Linked DNA regions of Capra hircus: region 2 is linked to region 1. Evidence: chromatin contacts called from public Hi-C data. All regions are on one chromosome and are shown on one strand. Each heading gives the region's core, a stretch centred on a gene start, on an enhancer-like site or on the middle of the called end of the contact. The rest is flanking DNA. Distances are from core to core; before and after follow the strand shown. Region 1 overlaps NDST1 (bifunctional heparan sulfate N-deacetylase/N-sulfotransferase 1). Region 2 overlaps LOC108636348 (a long non-coding RNA gene).

The links. A called contact is a pair of places that touch in the nucleus more often than the background predicts.
Region 2: a contact with region 1 is called in a Hi-C map of blood, with 10 times the contacts expected there. The contact joins two enhancer-like sites. A contact is called at or near these places in 2 of 5 Hi-C or Micro-C datasets (blood and liver).

Annotation. Positions count from the first base shown.
Region 1 is chr7:48,537,492-48,545,082 of ARS1.2, reverse strand. NDST1 (bifunctional heparan sulfate N-deacetylase/N-sulfotransferase 1) reads left to right here. Exons shown (of 16, transcript XM_018050151.1): 11 at 970-1,093; 12 at 3,131-3,305; 13 at 5,577-5,747; 14 at 6,366-6,475. Among named protein-coding and RNA genes, the nearest start is that of NDST1, 70 kb to the left of the region's middle. Within about 2 kb of position 2,707, at least 3 of the 5 cell types and tissues checked have an H3K27ac peak or open chromatin away from gene starts, as enhancers often do.
Region 2 is chr7:48,626,449-48,634,039 of ARS1.2, reverse strand. All of the region lies in intron 2 of LOC108636348 (a long non-coding RNA gene), which reads left to right. Among named protein-coding and RNA genes, the nearest start is that of RPS14, 17 kb to the left of the region's middle. Within about 2 kb of position 4,014, at least 1 of the 5 cell types and tissues checked has an H3K27ac peak or open chromatin away from gene starts, as enhancers often do.

The sequences.
Region 1 (7,591 bases), core at 1,458-3,957:
TCCTGTTGTGAACCACAGCCTCAGGGAGCTCTCTTGGTGTCCTCTTGGGAGTTTGGGTCCAAGCAGAGAAGCCCAGATCAGATGCTTTGCAAGACTGAGCAGTGCTTGGCAAAACTGGGTCAGGGCAAAGAGACCGTGACAAGTTAGGACTGTGTGCAGTGGTGACATGCACACTGCAGGGTATGGATGGCTGTTCCCATGTTACAGACAAACACTCCTGGCTCTCAGAACTTGTCACTTTCTCTAACACATTTAGTTAGAAGATGGCATATCCAGGTCTGGAACTCTGGTCTCTGTGCCCCCAAAATATATACTCTGAACCACCGAACTCTGAGGTCTCTTCTCTTCTGAAACCTCTCATTAAAGCATGTTAACTGTAGATCCGTGTAGGAAAGGAATGGACCCTCTAAAGGGAGAGGGTCAGCCCTGTACTGTTGAATGGGGAGGGAGTGTGAGTGAAGGAAGGGCACTCAAAGAGGAGGCATCTGGGCCAGATTTCTTAGCCCTTCAGGAATTTCCCAGCAGGCTGGTGAGTCTGGAACTCCCTTGTCCTTGAGTTCCTCCCAAATGCCAGAGAGGACCGAAGCCCAGGGCTTGAAGGGGCCAGCAGAAACCATCTTCTTCTGGGGTTTTGAGGGGACAGTAATCAAGTGGATGTGAATGCTGGAGTACAGTGCTGAGAAGGATTCTGAGGCCAAGTCTTTGTGATGAAGAGTGCTGTGATGGGCTAGTGATGTCTGCAGTGGATTCAAGAGTTGGGGCACCCACCTATAAGCTCTGTATTTGCCTGTCCTGAGTTTAGTGTGTTTCCCTCATGGTAGAGACGAAGAAACTAAACCCAGAGAAGAGAAGGGACTTTTCCAGTGTCTCCCAGCGAGTAACAGAGAGCCAGGACCAGAACTCAGGATTTCAGACTGTCTTTTCACTGGGGGCCTGGGCCCAGGTCTCACCTGCCTTCCTTCCCTGCAGGCACCACGGCCCTCTATCTGTTCCTGGGCATGCACCCTGACCTCAGCAGCAACTACCCCAGCTCCGAGACCTTTGAGGAGATCCAGTTTTTTAACGGCCACAACTATCACAAAGGCATCGACTGGTGAGTGGGTCTTTCTGTCAGCAGTGGGACAGGACGGCCGCCATGGAGGCTGCCAAGGAGGAGGTCTGCTGAGGCCACAGCAGGAAGCAGCTGGTGCTTGCTCACACGCAGCTAGTTCCTGTAAACAGGGACAGAGTGCGGTGACCCTTGAGTCATGATGTTGGAGCCTGTACACAGATGGGACACTTGATGAGGAAGCCCTTTGCCCCTTTGTATTATTGCCTGGACTCGGAATACTAGACGTTAGAGTCCCTCCCCTTCCTTGCCTTCACGAGTCCAAGAAGAGAAGAGGGACACGCCTGAGGCCCTGAGAGCTGAGGACAGAGCAGGGGTTAAAAATCCAGGTGTTCTGACCGGAAAGCTGGCCCTTTCCACTGCGTGTGACTGACCGTGTAGCAGGAGGCGTTCTTGTGAGCCCTTCAGAGGTGGCTTGTTAGGTCTTCAGGGAGTCTCCTGGGAGCGTGGCTGGAGTTGTAGATTCCTACCAGAAGCTGTCACCAAGAGGCTACCCCAGGGTGTGGGTGCTGGGGGGGATGCTTCCACACCGTGTTTCTTGTTTGCCTCTCCCTTATTTGTCTTTTCTAACCTTATACGTGTATTGTTTATCATTATTTTTATGTCTGTGGTTTACCTGAGTAGAGGCCTCATGGGCATTATTCTGTTTTCTGGTATTTCTTTGTGTATTACCAGCAGCCACTTTCTGTTTCTTCCTTCCAATCATCTGTCAGGCAATCTAGCTGTCTTTTTCTCTCTCTGATACTGCCACAATCTCTTATCTAAAATCCGTTGTAACCAGATGCATGATTGGAAGTCACCTCTTTCTGGATTTAGAGGGACATAGCATATTTAACAGCACCTTCACCAAGGTCTGGGGCAGCACCCATTAGCAAGTTTATTAATATATCTGTAGCAAAGTATGTGAACATTTATGCCAGGTAAGATTCTGAAGTCAGGGTTTGCTGCTGGATGGCTTTGCTACAGACTTAGCAAAAAAGCTTCTTTCTCAGAGCTTTCTCCCTTTAGGTATAACCAACAATGAACTGTGAACGTAAAGGTGCTATTTTGTAAAGAAATTTTGGAAATGTGAGAGAACTAGCAATTTCTCAGCTCCACTCCAAATATTTTGTTTGTAGGGGTACAGAAATCCCCCAGGCCCCCGGGTAACTCTGAAATCTGATAAATGGGTCTCTGGGACCACCCAGGAGAAACCTCGCCTCACAGGATAGAGTAGGGATCCTATGCCCTCAACTAAGACGGGCTCTGTGGGCTTTGGTTCCCAGAAACTTCCGAAGCTGTAGCTCCGTCTTGCGTGAGTAGGTGCCCCTGGGAGGGTCTGGAGTGTTTATTTTCTTTTCTGAGGGGCCCTCAACCTAGAGGTGATCTCAGAGGACTGGTGTGGACAGTCACTCTGGGCGGGATGTGGGAGGTTCATCTGGGAAGCTGTGAGGTTCACCCATATGAGGCAGGCGGAGTGTGGGGGGACAGATGGTAGGCAGTCAGTCACCTCCCCTCCTTGTCTGCTGGTCTACAGTAACAGCTTAGAAAGTACCATCAGGTCAGGAAGGAAACCCTGCAGCCTGGAGGCAGCAGAGGGCGTCCTTCCCCTCAGTGCTGGGGTTCCCGGGTCAGAAGCGTCCCCGCTCGCCCCCTAGTGGCAGTAAGGGTTAGGGCTCTGTCAGGTTCGCCCTGGGAGCATCCCGTTTAACAAGAAAAGACACACCCCCTTCCCATGCGTACACACCTCCCCCTGCCCCCAGCCCCGCCACACACATCACACCCACAAGTCTTCAGATCCTCTTGATCCTGAGGTCTCCCCGAAAAAGCAGCTGATTCATAAGGAGTCTGCCAGTGGCCACTCTGCCTTGGATCCTGGCAAGTAAGGGATCCTGGCAAGTAAGTCCTCGTTAGACCCAGAGCAGCGTGCCTGCTTGCGTTCTCACGTTCCACCCCTCAGTGAGCCTGGCCTTCCCGGCTGCATTCCCCAGGCCCCTCCTCCTGAATCTTGCCTGTGAGCCCTCTTCTGTGGGCTTCCTGCAGGTACATGGAATTCTTCCCTATCCCCTCCAACACCACCTCCGACTTCTACTTTGAGAAAAGCGCCAACTACTTTGATTCGGAAGTGGCTCCCCGGCGGGCAGCTGCCCTGTTACCCAAGGCCAAGGTCCTGACCATCCTCATCAACCCAGCGGACCGAGCCTACTCCTGGTACCAGGTGAGCTGGGGAGGGGCCCTGGGCAGTGGCACGGGCTGTGTCCTCCACTCAGCCACTAATAAATATCAGCGAACACTTTTCCTGCGTCGTCTTTGTGCTCACCCTCAGCTGGCTCCTGCAGTGCACTGGTGGGTAAGAACAGGGTCCCCTCCACTGTGCTCCCAGCCCAGAGGAGCAGCCGGGCAGAAATCCATGCTGAGTCCCAGCCAGGTTACCTGCTCCCCCTCCCAGCTTCATCTGGGGACCTGCTCTGACTCTGATTCTCCAAGTAGAGGTGGAGGCTGGTTTTGTCTTGCTGAAGCCAGGATTTGGCGAATAGTGATCCAGGCTTCATGCTATCTGTGGCCGCCTCACTGGGCTCTGGGTGGGGCTGGGAATTCAGAGAGGGACAGAACACAGGACCTGCCATTCCTAGTGGAGGATGCAAATGCCTGATCAGGGAAGGAAGTTACCTGGACTGTGGTTTGTGTGAGGGAACACAGCTTCTAGTTTCTACTTGATTGTGTAAGAACTAGAATTTCCTGTAATATCAATGACCTGACTGAATTTTTTCTGAGCACCTTTCCACTAGGCTTATAGGAAAGCTTAACCTCGGGTCTTTTGGGGGGTTTCCTCCCCTACCTGCCAGTCTTGCTGGAATTATGCTTATGCCAGAGTGGGGGGCTTCCTGCTCTAGAGCTGGTCCTACTGTAGGCCTGGCTACTCTCTGAGCTTCCTCTCTGGGGCTTCATTGTGACCACAGGCTGGTAGGAGTCTGGGTGCAGATCCCCCAACAGACCTCTCCCCTCCTCTCCCTCCCAAGCCTGGTTACCCTCCTTTTCTGGTGTACAACCCCACTCTTCCTCTCACTTATCTAGGACTTTCTGTCTATACCCCAGTATTCTTTCCTCTGGGCTTTGATCCCGGGGGAACAGAAGCCATTTCTCTTGCGTGCCCTGCTGCCCCCTACCCTGTGCCCCGGCAGTGAGCAGAGACTGACCATCTGTATTTATGAGGGGAGGAAAGAGGAAGGAGAGGGAGGCTGAGGGAAAGCAGCCCTGGGTGGAGGCATCCGGGTTCTGTCCTAATGCACCTCCTCCTCTAGAGGGCGGAGAGCTTTGTGTCTCCTCTCACAGACAGGTTCATCAAGCCGGTGACTAGCTCAAGTTCATGTGCTGGCGTTTTGAACCCAGCTCCTCCAGGTCTAAGCCCCTGTTCTTTCTTCTGTCTGTGGCTGAGGCGGGATAAGGAGAAGGGGGGCTGATTCCTCCCAGGACGGTCCAGGGAGGTCCAAGGAAGGGAAGGGAAGGATGATGGCCTGCTTCAGAGGGGAGATCAGGAGGAAGGGGGCTGTCCCCCAGTCCCTGGCCCAGGCTGTGTGTGATGCTCAGTGAGGGTGTGGGGGCTCCTGAGGGTCACCCCTGGTGAACAGGCTCGTGATCTCTGGACTTTGGCACTCTGCAGATGCTGACTGCCTGGGGCATTATTTCAGGTGCTTCAAACCTGGTGTTTTCCCCTTTCCAGTTCTTCCCCAGTCCTTCTGTTTTAGTCTGCTTGGGCTGCCACAGCAAATATTATAGATTGGGTGGCTTAAACAGCAGCATTTTTTTCTCGCAGTCCTGGAGCCTAGAAATCTCAAGTCCAAGACTGAGGTACCAGTCGGTCTGGCTCCTGGTGAGAGCTCCCTTCCTGGCTTTTAGACAGCCACCATGTCACTGTGTCATGGCAAACCACCTCTGTAGTGTCTCTTTGTACCAGGGCACCAATCCTATCACGGGCTCCGCCTGCCTGACTGCATCAAGGCTTGGAGCAGACATTTGTATCTGCCTGGTGTGTGAGCACATAGCTTTATTTTTATTGTATTTATGAATGATTACCTTTATTATCTTTATATACGACAGCTGGTTCTAGTTTTCTGTCTGTGAAGGCAGTATTGAGTTTTATTTTGAAATGCATTTATGTGAATAAGATGTGTCCACATAAAGACAATCCTGTTGATTTGGCTTGCACAGGTGGGCATGGCAGAGACCACAGAGATGGTGTGAGGGGACCAGCATTCGGAAATTCTGACCTAGGCTGACCCCCATCTTGCAAAGATGGGGAAACTAGGGCTCCAGGGGGCTGTGACTTCCCTGAGGTCAAAGGGTAATGACAGGTAGAGCCAGATCTTGAGGCCAGGGCTCCTGGTTCCAGCTCGGTGTCCTGGCCACCTCCTAGTCACTGCCCCACAAAAGCCTCTCCCTTTGGTGCCTCCATGTGACACACTGACCCTCTCTCCCCGCTTGTCTGCAGCACCAGCGAGCCCACGATGACCCGGTAGCCCTGAAGTACACTTTCCATGAGGTGATCACTGCTGGGCCCGACGCATCCTTGAAACTGCGCACCCTCCAGAACCGCTGCCTGGTCCCTGGCTGGTACGCCACCCACATCGAGCGCTGGCTCAGCGCCTTTCATGCCAACCAGGTAGGCCTATCCCTGACTCTCGGGAGGGCAGCTATAGCACTGACTTGGGGCAGTTAGCTGAGGGCCTCAAGATCCCTTTTACCAGTGACAGGGCCAGAAATGCAGTCATTGGACACTTAGGTTTTTGGGATCATCAAAGGTTTCAGTCTTGTTTATCCCAAGCCCTTGTCCCATCACAGCAGGCTCTGTAACCCTAAGGGGACCCAGAAAGCCCTGGAATAGGCCCTGGGAGGGAGGGGAGAGCCCAGTTGGAGAGGTAAAGAGCCAGGTTGCTAAGGCATTTTAAGGAAACCCTTGGAAGGTTTAGGCAGGAGAGTGACATGTAGTCCAGAAACTTGGAGAGAGGCAGAGAGGGTGGTGTCGTAGGGGCAGGAGGGAAAGACAGGGTCTTGGTGATGGATTAAATGCTGGGAGAGGACGGTGTCAGTCAGAAGAAGGCAGGGAGCAAGACTGCCCAGGACTGAAGCACAAGGACGCCTCCTGTCTGAGGAGGAGGAGAAGGCACTCTACAGAGCGTAGGGTCCCCAACCCATAACTGTGGCTGCTGACCCAGAAGACTAGGGGCCTGTTGGCCACCGGAGTGAAAACAGGTTCAGATCACACTCTTTTTTTTTCCAGATTCTGGTCTTGGATGGCAAATTGCTGCGAACAGAACCTGCCAAAGTGATGGACACAGTGCAAAAGTTCCTTGGGGTGACAAACACCATTGACTACCACAAAACGCTGGCGTGAGTGTTATCTTGGCCTTTCAGCAGGGGGATGTTCTAAACAGGCACATGGGCCCAAGAGCCGGAGGCTGGAATGATTAGGAGAGAGACACAGATTAAAGTCAGCAAGTATGAGGAAGTATGCGTGGCCCTGATGGCAGTTTAGCAGAAAAGTTAATATGACTTGAGTCATATAAACAAAGGTATTGACTCAAGAAAAAGGGAGGTGATGACTCTGTTCTCTTCTGGTAGTTCTTCCCCTAGGGTGTTCTTTTCAATCTGGACTGAACATTTTCAGAATGTTTAAGTTAGACCAGCAATGAGCAGCTCTAATACCCTTAAGGGTTTCTCAGCATTAGTTTATGACTTAAATATAATTTAAGGAAAAAGATACTATAAATATTGTCAACAGTTAATAATTTTCATCACGTAAAACCCAGTGCAAGGACACTGAGAATGCCCTCCCAAGGTGAATAAGTGCCAGCCTTTGTTGAGGGACTCAGGGCTGAGGAGGGGCTGTCTTCGAGGGTGAATCTCAGACCCATGACACACAGCTGGATGAGGGGGTCTCAGGAGGAGAAATAAAGTCTCCTTCCCCAGCTACCTTCTCTGGAAAGCCCTGCAGCAAGAATATCGCCATCTCCCTACTTTGGAGGATGAAGGTAGAGAAAGAAAGTCAGTCCTTTGCTCTGAGGGTAGAGAGGAGCAGCAGCTAAGGGCATAGCTGTGGGAGCAGAGATGCCTGGGTGAGGATTCCAGACCCATTACTACTTTAACTGTGGGACTTTGAACTTGTGTCTTAGTTCCTTCAAGCCTCACTTTCCTCCTCTGTAGGTTGGGGGTACAGATAATAATAATTCCTATCTCCCGAGGGCCACTATCTTGTGGAGCTCTTGGCTTAGTGCCCAGAATGTACTAATCTCAGTAAATGACAGCTGCCCTCAGCATCACCATGCCTGCCCTGTGACCTGTTCAGAAACCCCCATCTCGCTCTCCTGCCAGAAGGAAACTATTCTCCTGCTGTCCTAATGCCCAAGAATCTCCAGATAGTTGCTGATCTGGGACTGAATTCTGACATCACTATACCTCCCCTCCCGGTAACAGTACCTGCTCTCCCCAAAATACCCTGGAAGGCCC
Region 2 (7,591 bases), core at 2,765-5,264, 88 kb before region 1:
GCAAGGGTCAGCCAAGACAGGGAGAAGAGGGTGGGGAGAGCTCCCAGGCTGAAGTAACAGCCTGTGGGAAGCTTGAAGTGTGGGGAGGCGGGCCCTCAGGGTTTCAGGGTTAGGCCTCTGTGCTGCTGGGGAGAGGCTAAGGGCCTTGATGGGCAATGAGCAGATCCTCCACTCCTAGGCCTAGCCATTTCTTCTGGGTGAGGATGGTCCCAAAGAAAGGCAATGCCAAAGAATGCTCAGACTACCGCACAATTGTACTCATCTCACACACTAGTAAAGTAATGCTCAAAATTCTCCAAGCCAGGCTTCAGCAATACGTGAACTGTGAACTTCCAGATGTTCAAGCTGGTTTTAGAAAAGGCAGAGGAACCAGAGGTCAAATTGCCAACATCCGCTGGATCATGGAAAAAGCAAGAGTTCCAGAAAAACATCTATTTCTGCTTTATTGACTATGCCAAAGCCTTTGACTGTGTGGATCACAATAAACTGTGGAAAATTCTGAGAGAGATGGGAATACCAGACCACCTGATCTGCCTCTTGAGAAATCTGTATGCAGGTCAGGAAGCAACAGTTAGAACTGGACATGGAACAACAGACTGGTTCCAAATAGGAAAAGGAGTACGTCAAGGCTGTGTATTGTCACCCTGCTTATTTAACTTACATGCAGAGTACATTATGAGAAACGTTGGGCTGGAAGAAGCACTAGCTGGAATCAAGATTGCCAGGAGAAATATCAATAACCTCAGATATGCAGATGACACCACCCTTATGGCAGAAAGTGAAGAGGAGCTAAAAAGCCTCTTGATGAAAGTGAAAGAGGAGAGTGAAAAAGTTGGCTTAAAGCTCAACATTCAGAAAACAAAAATCATGGCATCTGGTCCCATCACTTCATGGGAAATAGATGGGGAAACAGTGGAAACAGTGTCAGACTTTATTTTTGGGGGCTCTAAAATCACTGCAGATGGTGATTGCAGCCGTGAAATTAAAAGACACTTACTCCTTGGAAGGAAAGTTATGACCAACCTAGATAGCATATTCGAAAGCAGAGACATTGCTTTGTCAACAAAGGTCCGTCTAGTCAAGGCTATGGTTTTTCCAGTAGTCATGTATGGATGTGAGGGTTGGACTGTGAAGAAGGCTGAGTGCCAAAGAATTGATGCTTTTGAATTGTGGTGTTGGAGAAGACTCTTGAGAGTCTCTTGGACTGCAAGGAGATCCAACCAGTCAATTCTAAAGGAGATCAGTCCTGGGTGTTCTTTGGAAGGAATGATGCTAAAGCTGAAACTCCAGTACTTTGGCCACCTCATGCGAAGAGTTGACTCACTGGAAAAGACTCTGATAGTGGGAGGGATTCGGGGCAGGAGGAGAAGGGGACGACAGAGGATGAGATGGCTGGATGGCATCACCGACTCGATGGACATGAGTTTGAGTGAACTCTGGGAGTTGGTGATGGACAGGGAGGCCTGGCGTGCTTTGATTCATGGGGTCACAAAGAGTTGGACACGACTGAGCGACTGAACTGAGCTGAACTGAGGATGGTCAGGGTAGGGTCCCAGGGAGCTGCCCCGCCCACCCCGCGGACTGCAGAAGGCTGGAATGCTGTCTTTCTCCTAGTTGTCCACTAGATGGCGCCCGATCACCAGGCCTCTGGGGGGACAGACAGGCTTTGGCTGGGGCTGGTACACTGGAGTGAGGATGGGGGCAGCAATAAGCTTTGTAATTTCCGAGCACCGAGGTTGCTTGGGGAGTGTAAACGTAAGTCAGCGTGTGTGTCGTCTACTTGGGACATGGCTGTGATTTGGCTTTGGTGTACATTCTCCCTTAGGGCCTCGTCACACCCCAGGAGCTCAGACTATTAGTTTTCCAAAGTGGAACGCTGAGACAGGAGAAGGTTGGTGCCGTGCCCAAGGTGACTTGGCTGGTTCAAAGTGAAGTAAATAGTGATCACCACCAGGCGTCTTAGGACAGATCCCAGCCACGTGGCAGGACCCACTCGTGAAGGACTTGCTGAAGTCCTCTGAATGGAAGAACAGAGCCCAGTGGGTTGGCAGTACTGGGATATGAATCCTGGGCATTTATCCATTTAGCATGTTTGTTGAGCACCTACTACTATGTGCCAGGCACCGTGCTAGGCATTGGTGAACGATAAAGCAACTGGTAACAGACATGCCCATGGACTGTACCCTACCAGGCTCCTCTGTCCATGGGATTTTCCAGGCAATAGTACTGGAATGGATTGCCATTTCCTCCTCCAGGGGATCTTCCCAAACCAGGGATTGAACCCTGGTCTTCCTCATTGTAGGCAGACATTTTACCGTCTGAGCCACCAAGGAAGTCCCTGAAGGCTGTCAGGGAGACAGCCAGAGTTAGCCAGCTGACAAGCAGACCCAAGAAGATTAGGGGGTTGGTGAGGGAGCCTCAGTCTTAGAATGGCAGCGACAGGACTCCGTGAGAAGGTGCAGCCGTGAGGCGGGCAGGAGAAACAGCGCTGAAGTAGAGGCTACAGCTCATGCAGAAACTGCCAAGGCGGGAAAGTGTTGAGGGGCTGCATAGGGATGGGGGGCTGGGGGGAGAGGGGAGGGAGGGGAGGTCATCCCTGGGGCGGAGTTGGTGGGGGAGAGGGTGTCTGACGGACGCTGGTGAGGGGTGTGTATTGCCATCTACATACCGTAAGAAGGGGGAGGAGCTGTAGGCAGGGCTCGCACAGTGTGATTTGCATTTCAAAGTCCACTCTGGCTTTGTGAAGATGACCACACAGGTGAGAGACGATGGTGGCTCACAGCATGCTGGCAGCTGCGAAGGTGGAGGACAGTGTCTAGGTTTGAGAGGTACTTTGGAAGTAGAATCAGCAGGATTTTCAGATGGATTGCATATAGGGGTGAGGATGATTCCAGGTTCCAAGCATGAGCAACGGTGGACAGTGGGGCCATTTCCCAAGGTGGGAGAGCCTGGGGAGGGTGTGAGCTGGGTGGAAGATGGGAAACAAGGTCAGGCTCTGTTATTTTGAAGCCACCCCTGTGAAATCCTAGTAGAAAGATGGGGCAGGAGTTGGGGCTCCTTGGAAAGGTAGAGACCGCTGAAATAATCTCCAGAGCCTCTGTTGTTCATTGTTCAGTCGCTAAACAGCGTCCAGCTCTTTGTGATCGCATGGACTGCAGCACACCAGGCTTCCCCATCCTTCAGTATCTCCAGGAGTTTGCTCAAAGCCATGTTCCTTGGATTAGTGATGCCATTCAACCATCTCATCCTGTCACCCCCTTCTCCTCCTCCTGCCTTCAATCTTTCCCGGCATCAGGGTCTTTTCCAGTGAATCAGTCAGGAGTCTGTAGATTGTACTTATTAGTCTTTAAATATTTAGTATTTATTTAGCTGCACCAAGACTTAGTTGCAGCGCTTGGGACCTTCTCTCTTTGTTGTAGCACGCACACTCTTAGTTGCAGCATGTGGGATCTAGCTCCCTGACCAGGAGCTGACCCTGGATCCCCTGCTTTGGGAGCATGGAGTCTTACACACTGGGGCACCAGGGAAGTCCCTAGGTTGAACTTAATGTCAAGGGCCTGGATGCGCTCACTCAGCCCAAAGGCCAGGCAGCTCAATAATGGGAGACTGTGAGGAGGGCCCCATGGCTGCAGGTGTGACGGGGAGCCTGCTGGAGGTGTCGATGACTGGTGGAGAGGGGCGGCCTCTGTGAGGGCGGTGCAAGGAAACAGCCCCTGAGGATGTGAAAGACCAGGACTCAGGTGGCCCTGGGGTCGCGTGGAGGAGCCGGACTTGCTGACTCTGCCTCTTTGTCTGCTGAGACCTTCCTTCGCAGGAGTGCTTCCCCCACCACCATCTGGCAGATGGCCCCAGGGACACAGACCCTGGTCCGGAGCTAGGGGGGAGGGCGGCCTCTGGCATGGGGCTGTAATTTCAGTTGGGGGCTGGGCTCCTGGGTTTCGGTGCCACCTGGTGTGAGGTTCCTCTTTCTGGCACCTCCCCCACGGCTGTCTCTGCTGACCGCCCCACCCCCCTGCTGCAGTTAGTGAGCCTCCCGCAAAGGAGGGGAGGCGGGCCAGGCCCAGGGAGTGCTCCCACCTGGAAGGGGCTGCCAAGTTTAATTAGTGCTTGTGAAGCCCTGGGACCTGCCTCTGAGAGCACCACCCCCCTCTCCCCGGACTTTCATCTTTGAAAATTCCCCACCAGCCTGGATGAAAAGGCCAGGGAGGGGCCAGGTATTAATAGTAATTATTAGTTTCACAAATAAAGAGGAGAAACAGGATTATCCCCAAGCCCAACCAACTCGTTCGCCCCTCTTTGTGTGCCTCCTTTCTCCTTCCTCTGGCTCCATTTCCTTTCTCTTTCCACTTTTCCTCCTCTTCCCCTCTCCTCCCTGCCTCCGGGGCTTGCCTCTTCTGTCTATCCCCATCTCAAGGCCTCAGGATCCGCCTGCCACCCCTCGGTCTCTCAGCTCTCTGTGTTGGGATATCCGGAGCACCAGGACATTGAGGGAGCACCCCTGTGCTTCTCTGGGGCGCAGAGGCAGAGTGAGCAGGCAGAGGGGGTGGAAGGGTGTCTGTGTCCATTCATTTATTCACTCACTGTTTTCCAAACAGCTATTGAACATCTGCCATGGCCCAAGCACTGGACTGGGCCCTTAGGACTCAGTGTTGGACAGGACAGACACAGCCCTGCCCTGGGGATCTCCCGGGGAGGCTAGGTAGTAAACAGTAAGCTGACAGGTTACACTTGAGGGCACAAATAGATGTCTGCTCAGTTCAGTTCAGTTCAGTTCAGTCGCTCAGTTGTGTCCAACTCTTTGCGACCCCATGAATCACAGCACGCCAGGCCTCCCTGTCCATCACCAACTCCCGGAGTTCACTCAGATTCACGTCCATCGAGTCAGTGATGCCATCCAGCCATCTCATCCTCAGTCGTCCCCTTCTCCTCCTGCCCCCAATCCCTCCCAGCATCAGAGTCTTTTCCAATGAGTCAATTCTTCACATGAGGTGGCCAAAATACTGGAGTTTCAGCTTTAGCATCATTCCTTCCAAAGAAATCTCAGGGCTGATCTCCTTCAGAATGGACTGGTTGGATCTCCTTGCAGTCCAAGGGACTCTCAAGAGTCTTCTGCAACACCACAATTCAAAAGCATCAATTCTTCGGCGCTCAGCCTTCTTCACAGTCCAACTCTCACATCCATACTTGACTACTGGAAAAACCATAGCCTTGACTAGACGGACCTTTGTTGGCAAAGTAATATCTCTGCTTTTGAATATACTATCTAGGTTGATCATAACTTTTCTCCCAAGGAGTAAACAGCAGCTGTGATGCAGAGCTAAGGGTGGGGCCCCCGTGAGGCTTGGGGATGAGGGAGGCATCCCCCCGAGGAGGTGACGTTCCAGCTGAGAGCTGAACAATGAGAAGGACCTCAGGAGAGAATTGTTGAGAAGTGTTCAGGGCAGGGAGAACAGCCTTTGCAAAAGCCTGAGGTCAGGACTGTGGACCTTGTGAGAATGTGAGAGGAGGATGAGGTGGCAAGAGGTGGGGTCCAGAGAGCGAGGCCAAGGTGCGCTGGGGCCGGTGGGCCAGCAGCCGGGCCCCGGTGCACTCACCGGGGCCCTGTACCTCACTGAATGTCCTGCTGCCCCTGTGTTGGAATTCTTATTTATTTATTTGGCTTCATCAGGTCTTAACTGTAGCATGTGGAATCTTTCATGCTGGCTCATGAGCTCCGGAGTGCTCAGAGGCTCAGCAGTTGTGGCACAGGGACCTAGTTGCCCTGCAGCGTGTGGGACCTTAGGCCCCCGACAAGGGATCGAACCTGTGTCCCTTGCATTGGAAGACAGATTCTTAACCACTGGACCACCAGGGAAGTCCCATTGGAGTTCTTCATTTTTAAGCAAGGGGTTCTTCTGCGTTTGCATTTTGTACTGGGTCTCATCAGTTATGTAGCTGTTCCCTGCTTGGGGATGGAGAAGGAGATGGCACCCCACTCCAGTACTCTTGCTGGGAAAATCCCATGGATGGAGGAGCCTGGTAGGCTGCAGTCCATGGGGTCGCGAAGAGTTGGACATGACTGAACAACTTCACTTTCACTTTTCACTTTCATGCATTGGAGAAGGAAATGGCAACCCACTCCAGTGTTCTTGCCTGGAGAATCCCAGGGACGGGGGAGCCTGGTGGGCTGCCGTCCATGGGGTTGCACAGAGTCAGACATGACTGAAGTGACTTAGCAGCAGCAGCAGCAGCTGCTTGGGGAGGTCAGCAAAAGAAGTGACTTAAAAAAGAAAGTAAATATATATAGAAATATGAAGGCTGGTGGGTTGGTGTTTGGTGAATGAAGGAAGGAATGGAGGAATTTGGGTGCACACATGTGTGAGCTCACCTATGAGGCTGTCACTGGGCCACGTAGGCCTGGCCAGGAATGCTACTCACACACAGACGTGGCCCTGATGTGCTCCTGAGTCCTGCAGCGCCTGCTACATTTCTCAGGGCCGTCGCCAGAGAGGCTCCAGGGGATATGTGCGCCAAGCCCAAAGCAGCACCGTAAACAGGGGTGGTGTGGCCAGGCTTCTTTCAGGCCCCGTTTGGGGAAATAAGGTGACTCCTCTACCCCAGCTGGAGGCAGCCCTGTCTTCCCTGTGAGACCCGAGACTTTGGAGCCAGAAATATTTGAGCTCAAACTACCTTCACATCCTCACAAGTGGATATGTGGATGCAGATAACTGGACTTCGGGCAGGTGATTTGCTTCTTCAGTCCTCAGTTTCCTCATCTGTAAAATGGGGATCACTACTTAGAATTTCTGAGATGATTCAATGTGGGAATGAAAGGGAAGATTTTGGCAGAGTCAGAGCTTGGTAAATATTTGTAATAATAATAATAATAGTTTTTATACCCATACAGTCTCTGGAGACTTGGGTAAAGATTTGCTTCTGCCCCCAAATGTCTCATAATCATGAACAAGTCTCTGAATCCTCCTGGTCCTCAGCTTCCTCTTGTGTTAAAATTGGGGTGATAACAAGCTAACTCGTCTCTAAGCAGGGTGATCAGGACAATCCCACACATTCACTGTGGAGCTTGTTTGAGAACTGATGTGCCCATATGACTTGTTGGCATGTTCCTGACCCCCACCTCCCCCATCTCGGGGCAGATTTTCTCCAAATATGCCCGTTCCTCGGAGAGAAAAGTGTCCCCCCGCCTCCCCACACCTCACCCAGTTCTTGGCAGTGCATGGAACCCAGTCCCTGGATTCCCAGCCCCGAGGGTGGTTGTCCTCAAGCTAGAAAGTCTGCCCGGGAGTGACCCTTAAGGTCAGGGTCTGAAGTTGGGCAAGGAAGAGGAAGGTCCACAGCTGGGGCAGCGTTGGCGCGGGGGAGGGGGGCGGGGGGTGAACTAAAGGCAAACAAAGGAGCTGGAGCCCCAGTCCCGGCGGTCTGGCTTCCTGCCTCCCTCTGGGCAGGAAGCAGCCAGAAAGCTGTGAGAATCAGTCTCTGACTAAGGGCCCAGGCGACAGTCTTGGAGTGGGTAGAGCCCCGACTTCATCTCCCACGTTCACCACCAAAAGCTGATTTTGGGAGCCTCCAGAACCCATGGGAAGCCCTGAGCAGC